Regions from separate parts of the Mus musculus genome. Here region 1 is linked to region 2. Evidence: chromatin contacts called from public Hi-C data. All regions are on one chromosome and are shown on one strand. Each heading gives the region's core, a stretch centred on a gene start, on an enhancer-like site or on the middle of the called end of the contact. The rest is flanking DNA. Distances are from core to core; before and after follow the strand shown. Region 1 holds the start of Zfp930 (zinc finger protein 930). Region 2 has its middle 25 kb from the start of Gm33103.

Region 1 (2,815 bases), core at 274-2,773, 180 kb after region 2:
CAGGTCTGGTTTCCTTACAGCACTTAGGATCCAGTTGATGGCCAGCTCTTAGGTGGTTCAAGTTGTCTCAAAATCGTGGTAGTGGTCTTATTCTCCCTGGGTTCAATTAACATATGAGTTTCAATTATGACCTTGAGGTACAAGATGAACGTGCCAGAGACATTTCCTTCTGTCTTTTAAAATAAATTGTATATGTTCCTGTCCAACGCTGAGCTAAGAACACCACCAAATCAGGCAGAACTCTACGCGAATGTGTCCAGGCTCTCTAAAGAAAACCCCCATGCTTCCTGTCTTTTATTTTTGTTAAATGATTTCCCTGCTTTCTGCTGGTAAGAAATATTTCCAAGTTTTTCTGTCTTGTCTGTTATGATGGCTATTCTTGGTAGACAAACTGACTACAAATTAACTAAGACCCAAAAAGTTGCATATACCTGTGAGAGATTTTTCTTAATTAAAACTTATGAAGTGGGAAGACGCTTCTGGGTCTTTTGAGGCGATAAGATCCACCTTTAATCTGGGCCACACCTTCTGGTGACAGTCCACATAAATAGAGAAGAAAGAAGCTCTCTCTCTCTCTCTTTCTCTCTCTCTCTCTCTCTGCCCTATCTTTGGTTAGCAAGTTCATTCCTTTAGAGCCTCCTTCTTTGAAAATGTGGTATACAGTGAAGCCCAGCTTAGACACGCAGCCTCATGGACTGAACTACTGGATTCTTCCAATTTTAGTTGCTAGACAGCACTTGTTGGTCTAGCTGGACCACAGCCTGCGAGCCGTTTTAATAAATCCCCTTTCTACATACAGAGAGGGAAAGAGACGCTCATTTTTATCATTTCTGTTCATCTAGAGAACCTTGACTAATACAGCTGCGTTTTCTCACCTTAACTCAGAAAAATGTTAGGAATAGTGTTCATAAACAACATTCTTCCTCGAACCATTTCTTTCTAATTATTCAAGTTACCGTGGAGACTACACTTATCATTAGTGTTAATTTGTCAAGAGATAGACCTGAATTTCAGGAAGAAAACTCCTATAGGGATGGATCCACCATCCAGCCTTCTTGTGGGAGAAACACATTTCATTGTGTTTGTGATGTGGTTCCAGGTTTTCTCTCAGGATTGTCCAGTGTACCTTTGCCAGCCAGGTAGAACGTAGCTGTAGCTCACCTGACCTCACCGTGAACCCACAGAACAAACATTTGTTTTCTAAAATCTCCTTAATTATTAATATCGTGGGCACCCTTCCACTTGTGGGACAGGAGAAACACTCCACTCCACATTTTGTAATGTGCTATTTAAACTAGCTACCTTGTGTCAAGGAGGAAAAGGGGAAAGTGCCTACCACGCAAGGAAAGATAGAAGTGAAGCTACCTCAGGTCAAGAGCAAGGACTCCTGAAATGCAAATATCTGCAACAGGAAATACTGTTCTGTGCTGTTCCTTAAACTCCAACGCCAAAGGAGGGACTCTTGTCACTCAGGCCTCATCAGCCAATGAGAACCTGCAGTCGGAGCGTCATCGGGGAGGCGGGCTCTTCCGGGCGCCAGGCTCCAGGCTCCGTTCCGAAGCTGGGAAAATGCAAGCGGTTCTTTGCGTGTAACAGGATCTGTGAGGGGTGCACGCGAGCTTGGAAGCCACGCTATGGTGAGCAAGGGACCGCAGTCTTGGGAGAAGTGGGCTGCTGAGCCTCGGCATCCCTTTTGGTAGGCTACCCTTGGACTGGATGGAAGCTAGTGGGCCAGATGTGGAGTTGTATGAAGTCCCATGCGGTCTCTGTAGTTCCCTGTACCAAAGTGGTGACCTCTGAAGAACTTCACCCTGTGGGCAGCGTCTGTGTAGAGCTTTGGGGACATGGTGTGTGCGTAGAAACATCTTTGTAGCCAACATCACCGTGCTTCTTGTGCATCAGAGGACGGCAGGTTGCCGTTTTAGTTTAGCTAGCATCTCTAGAATTTCTGTTCTTCGGATTTCACATTTGGAGTTAATTTTGTGGGTATTGTGCATGGAATCTTATGTGTTGGTAGCACTCCACTATTTTGCTGAGATGATAATGCAAAGGATTTACCAATGCTTCGGAGAGAATAAGTCACACAGAGTAGAGTTTAGCTAAAGGTGGGCTGCCTCTGAAACACCCAAAGATATAGTGTATTAATGAGGTCTGTAAGAGATGAAGTGCTAGATACGCATGTTTGTTCACCAGGATTGTCTAGACATTTGGCTCCAACCATAAGGAAGGAGACAACCCTGATCTTAAACAGCCGCTAGACCGATGCCCTTAAGAAGTGGCAGGAGACCAAGAAGCTGCTCAAAGGAGCAGGTAGGGTCATGTAACCAACATTAAGGCCTGGTGTGCCATAAAAGTCCTGTTTTCTTCTTAGGCAGTGGCTGCTTTCTATGGATCCTCTTATATAGATGCAGCCAGTTGTCCTTTTGTTAGCAAGCCAGACAGCAGTATGGTCTTCACTGTAGCAGCATCAAGATCTCGGCCTGCCTGCTGTGGGCCTCTGCGTTTATTAGTTATAAGGAGCCGTCACATCATTACTACATTATCTGCTACACACAGCGCTGACCTGAGCTGGAGAGCTGACCTGAGCTAGCTGCTCCTCAGCTTAACACCCAGCTCAGTCCTCTTCTAACTTCTTAGTGTGCTCTCTATGATTTCCCACCCCAGCTTTTATCTTTTCTCCTTTATACTTTTATAATCTTTCTCAGTCTGGCATATTCACCTAGGGACCCTGACACTGAAGAATGGTCTACTGTTCCAGGATACTGGTGTACTTAAGAAATAGTCCTGGGAATACTTTGTTGTGTAAGCCTCTCTT
Region 2 (2,700 bases), core at 25-2,524:
GGGCTTTTCCTCTTCTTCTTCTTCTTTTTTTTTTTTTAATTTTATCTTGTTTTTTATTTTTATTTTATTTTGTCTCCCCAACCCAGGTCCTTCGCATATATACTAGGTTTCCAGTTTATTGTTTTTGTTTTTTTTTTCTTATTGTTTTTGGTTTTTGAGGCAGTGTTTCTGTGTAGCCCTGGCTGTCCTGCAGCTCATATAGATTAGCTGGCTTCAAACTCAGAGATCTGCTTTACTCTGCCTCCTGTGTGCTGGGATTAAAAGTGTGTGCCACCACATCTGGCCAGTTTACTGGTTTTATGAGATTCTGAGTATGCAAATAACAAGTGGATCTATTTCTTATGCTTTTAATTTTTTTTGTGTGTGTGAAGAGCTCTTTTCTTCTGTTTTGTGTTTTGTCCTATTCCAATGTTAGCTTTGGTTTTATCTTATTATATTTTTTTACTATCCCTTAAAGGTCCCTTTGTTTTCTAATAAACAACAGAAATGGAATAGATCCAGCTGGGAAAGGAAGTGGGAAGGGCTGAGGAGGAGGAAGAAGAGGAAGAAGAGGAGGAGAGGAGGAGGAAGAAGAAGAGGAGGAGGAGGAGGAGAGAAAACTTTTATCAGGACACATTATGTGAGAAGATAATCTATTTTAAATAAAAAGGAAATGCCAAAATTAATTAATTAATTAATTAATTAATTAATTAATTAAAAACAAAAAATAAAAGTATATAATTCTCTGATTTTTCTTAAGCTTTCATCCTCTTTACATACATGCATGTGTGTATATGTCTGTATTTATTTTTCTATTGCTACTAGAACAAATCCTACAAACTCAGTGGCTTAAAACAATACATCTTTTTCAAAACTCTTACTGTTCTGTAGAATAGAAATCCAAAATAAATGTCGCTGGGCTAAAATCCACGAGATGGCAGGAGGCACTCTTCTGCAGGATCAGAGTTCTGAAGAATCTGTGTCTGCGCTTTTCCCAGCTATCTGAGACCCCCATGTTCTCACAGCCCCTTCCACCTTCAGAATCCTTCTGACCCTTCTCTGGCCACACTTCACACTCGCACATTGGCTGGGACAGGTTCCCTTCCCTTAAAGATTCCATTTCTTAGATACAATCTGTCTCCTTCTCTCCCCCGCCCCCAACCCAACCCCAGAATCTGAAGACATATAATCACACCTGTAAATTTCCATGTTGTTGAGGCTCAGGCAAAGATACCCTGGGATGGTGCTTTGATCCACTATCAGGCCTGAGAAGTTGCTCAGAATGCAGGTTCCTCTGACCTTGTCTGCTTTCTCTCCTGAGCACAGGAACAGGCTCACTCTGGAACTCACTTATCTGACCAAAGGGAGAAGTGCAATTGTCTTAAAAACCTCTCCCTAAGCATCCCATCAAATAACCAGGGAAGATTAACTACTGGGGACAGAGACTAGCCATCTCCACACCTCCTGCCCAGACAGCTTTTCCAGTTTTTCCTCTCTAGCACATGGATGAACTCCAGCGCTGAGCTGCACCTCCAGCCTCCCCACCCCCTTGCCTTTTCATCTATTCTTCTGAGGACAACTCCTGGAGATTGCTCAAGAGCCTTTATCTACCCACCCCGCCAACCTTTGTTCCTCTCGCACATTCCTTTCCCTACCTCTCCCACTGCTTGCTGACAACACCCTCCCCTCCCGAGGATTCCAAGCTTCTCCCTATCCGAGTCTCCTTTCTTCTCTACAGCTGGAGAATTATGAAAGACTTGACCATCAGATCCTTTAGAGGAGACTAATCCTTTGTTCTGGTTTTGCCCAGTCATACACTCCCTCCTCTGCTCCTTGCAGCAACACGGGACAGCCAGAGTAAGTTTGTTACTAAGACACATAAAGGCTTTTCCATGGCAGACACCATCCAGATTAAGTCTGGACTCTAGGCTTCTGTCCATTGTATATATCTTGGTTATCTCCTAAAGGAATGTGCCAGAAACAATCTACCAATGTCTACCAAACATTACTCAAAAGCAGACAGCATTAACAAGGATAACTGGCTTAAAAGAGAAGGTGCTCAGACTTGGGAGCCAAGTTGGTCTGAGTTCAATAAGGCTCTGCTATTTGTTGTACGAGAAGTGACTATCTGAAATCAAGCTGATCATTTTACATCTGACTCAGTTTTTCATCTGCACAATGGTACCATCATGCCAAATCCAGCAGGATGAAGTGAGAGGCCCTTTAAGAGTACCACATATCATGAAGTTCTAACTGAAAAGGAATCTTAGTTGAGAAATGGATGAAAGTCAATATTTCTTTGAAAGTCAACACAATTAATTAATGGGGACAGAACGCAGAGGTTTGTAGGAGTGGGTGAGTCACCGGGAAGAAGTGTGAGGAGACTGTTGTCTTTGAAGGCTTACAAGTGTATGCTTTCTTTATCAGAAAAGTATATATATATATATATAAAACAAATTTATCAGTACTCACTCAAAACTTACACATGTTGGATGTGTTACACTCCAATTATTTAAAAAAAAATTGAAGAGGAGAGAAGCAAAGGAGAAAAGAGTATTTTCCCAAAAAACACTTGGGAAGCTGGGAAGCTGGGTGGGTGAGGAAATCTTAGCTCGGGAGACAAGACAATGATCTCAGCTCTCTAACCCTGCCCACCACACCCTTCTAAGTGTCCTTGTACCACTTGTGGGTTTTGGAGCCTAAGGAAGAGGGAGAGAGCCT

What was found. A called contact is a pair of places that touch in the nucleus more often than the background predicts.
Region 1: a Hi-C map of embryonic stem cells shows a contact between it and region 2, with 5 times the contacts expected there. The contact joins the promoter of Zfp930 here to the enhancer-like site in region 2. A contact is called at or near these places in 2 of 39 promoter capture datasets (the C10 cell line and macrophages), 3 of 15 datasets of contacts at CTCF or cohesin (the NIH/3T3 cell line, embryonic stem cells and pro-B cells), 59 of 484 Hi-C or Micro-C datasets (B cells, the BV-2 cell line, the Ba/F3 cell line and 30 more), 15 of 115 datasets of contacts at active chromatin or transcription factors (bone marrow-derived dendritic cells, embryonic stem cells, epiblast stem cells and 4 more) and 3 of 9 other capture datasets (adipose tissue, embryonic stem cells and pancreatic islet).

What each region holds. Positions count from the first base shown.
Region 1 is chr8:69,207,523-69,210,337 of GRCm38.p6, forward strand. Zfp930 (zinc finger protein 930) reads left to right here and starts at 1,524. Exons shown (of 4, transcript NM_001013379.2): 1 at 1,524-1,637. The coding sequence starts at 1,635. It overlaps Gm39188 (a long non-coding RNA gene), which reads right to left and starts at 1,475. Exons shown (of 2, transcript XR_870488.3): 1 at 1,337-1,475.
Region 2 is chr8:69,026,332-69,029,031 of GRCm38.p6, forward strand. No RefSeq gene overlaps it. Among named protein-coding and RNA genes, the nearest start is that of Gm33103, 25 kb to the left of the region's middle. Within about 2 kb of position 1,275, at least 43 of the 459 cell types and tissues checked have an H3K27ac peak or open chromatin away from gene starts, as enhancers often do. A contact at or near this core is called in differentiating embryonic stem cells, embryonic stem cells, extraembryonic endoderm stem cells and 2 more, where this site is marked.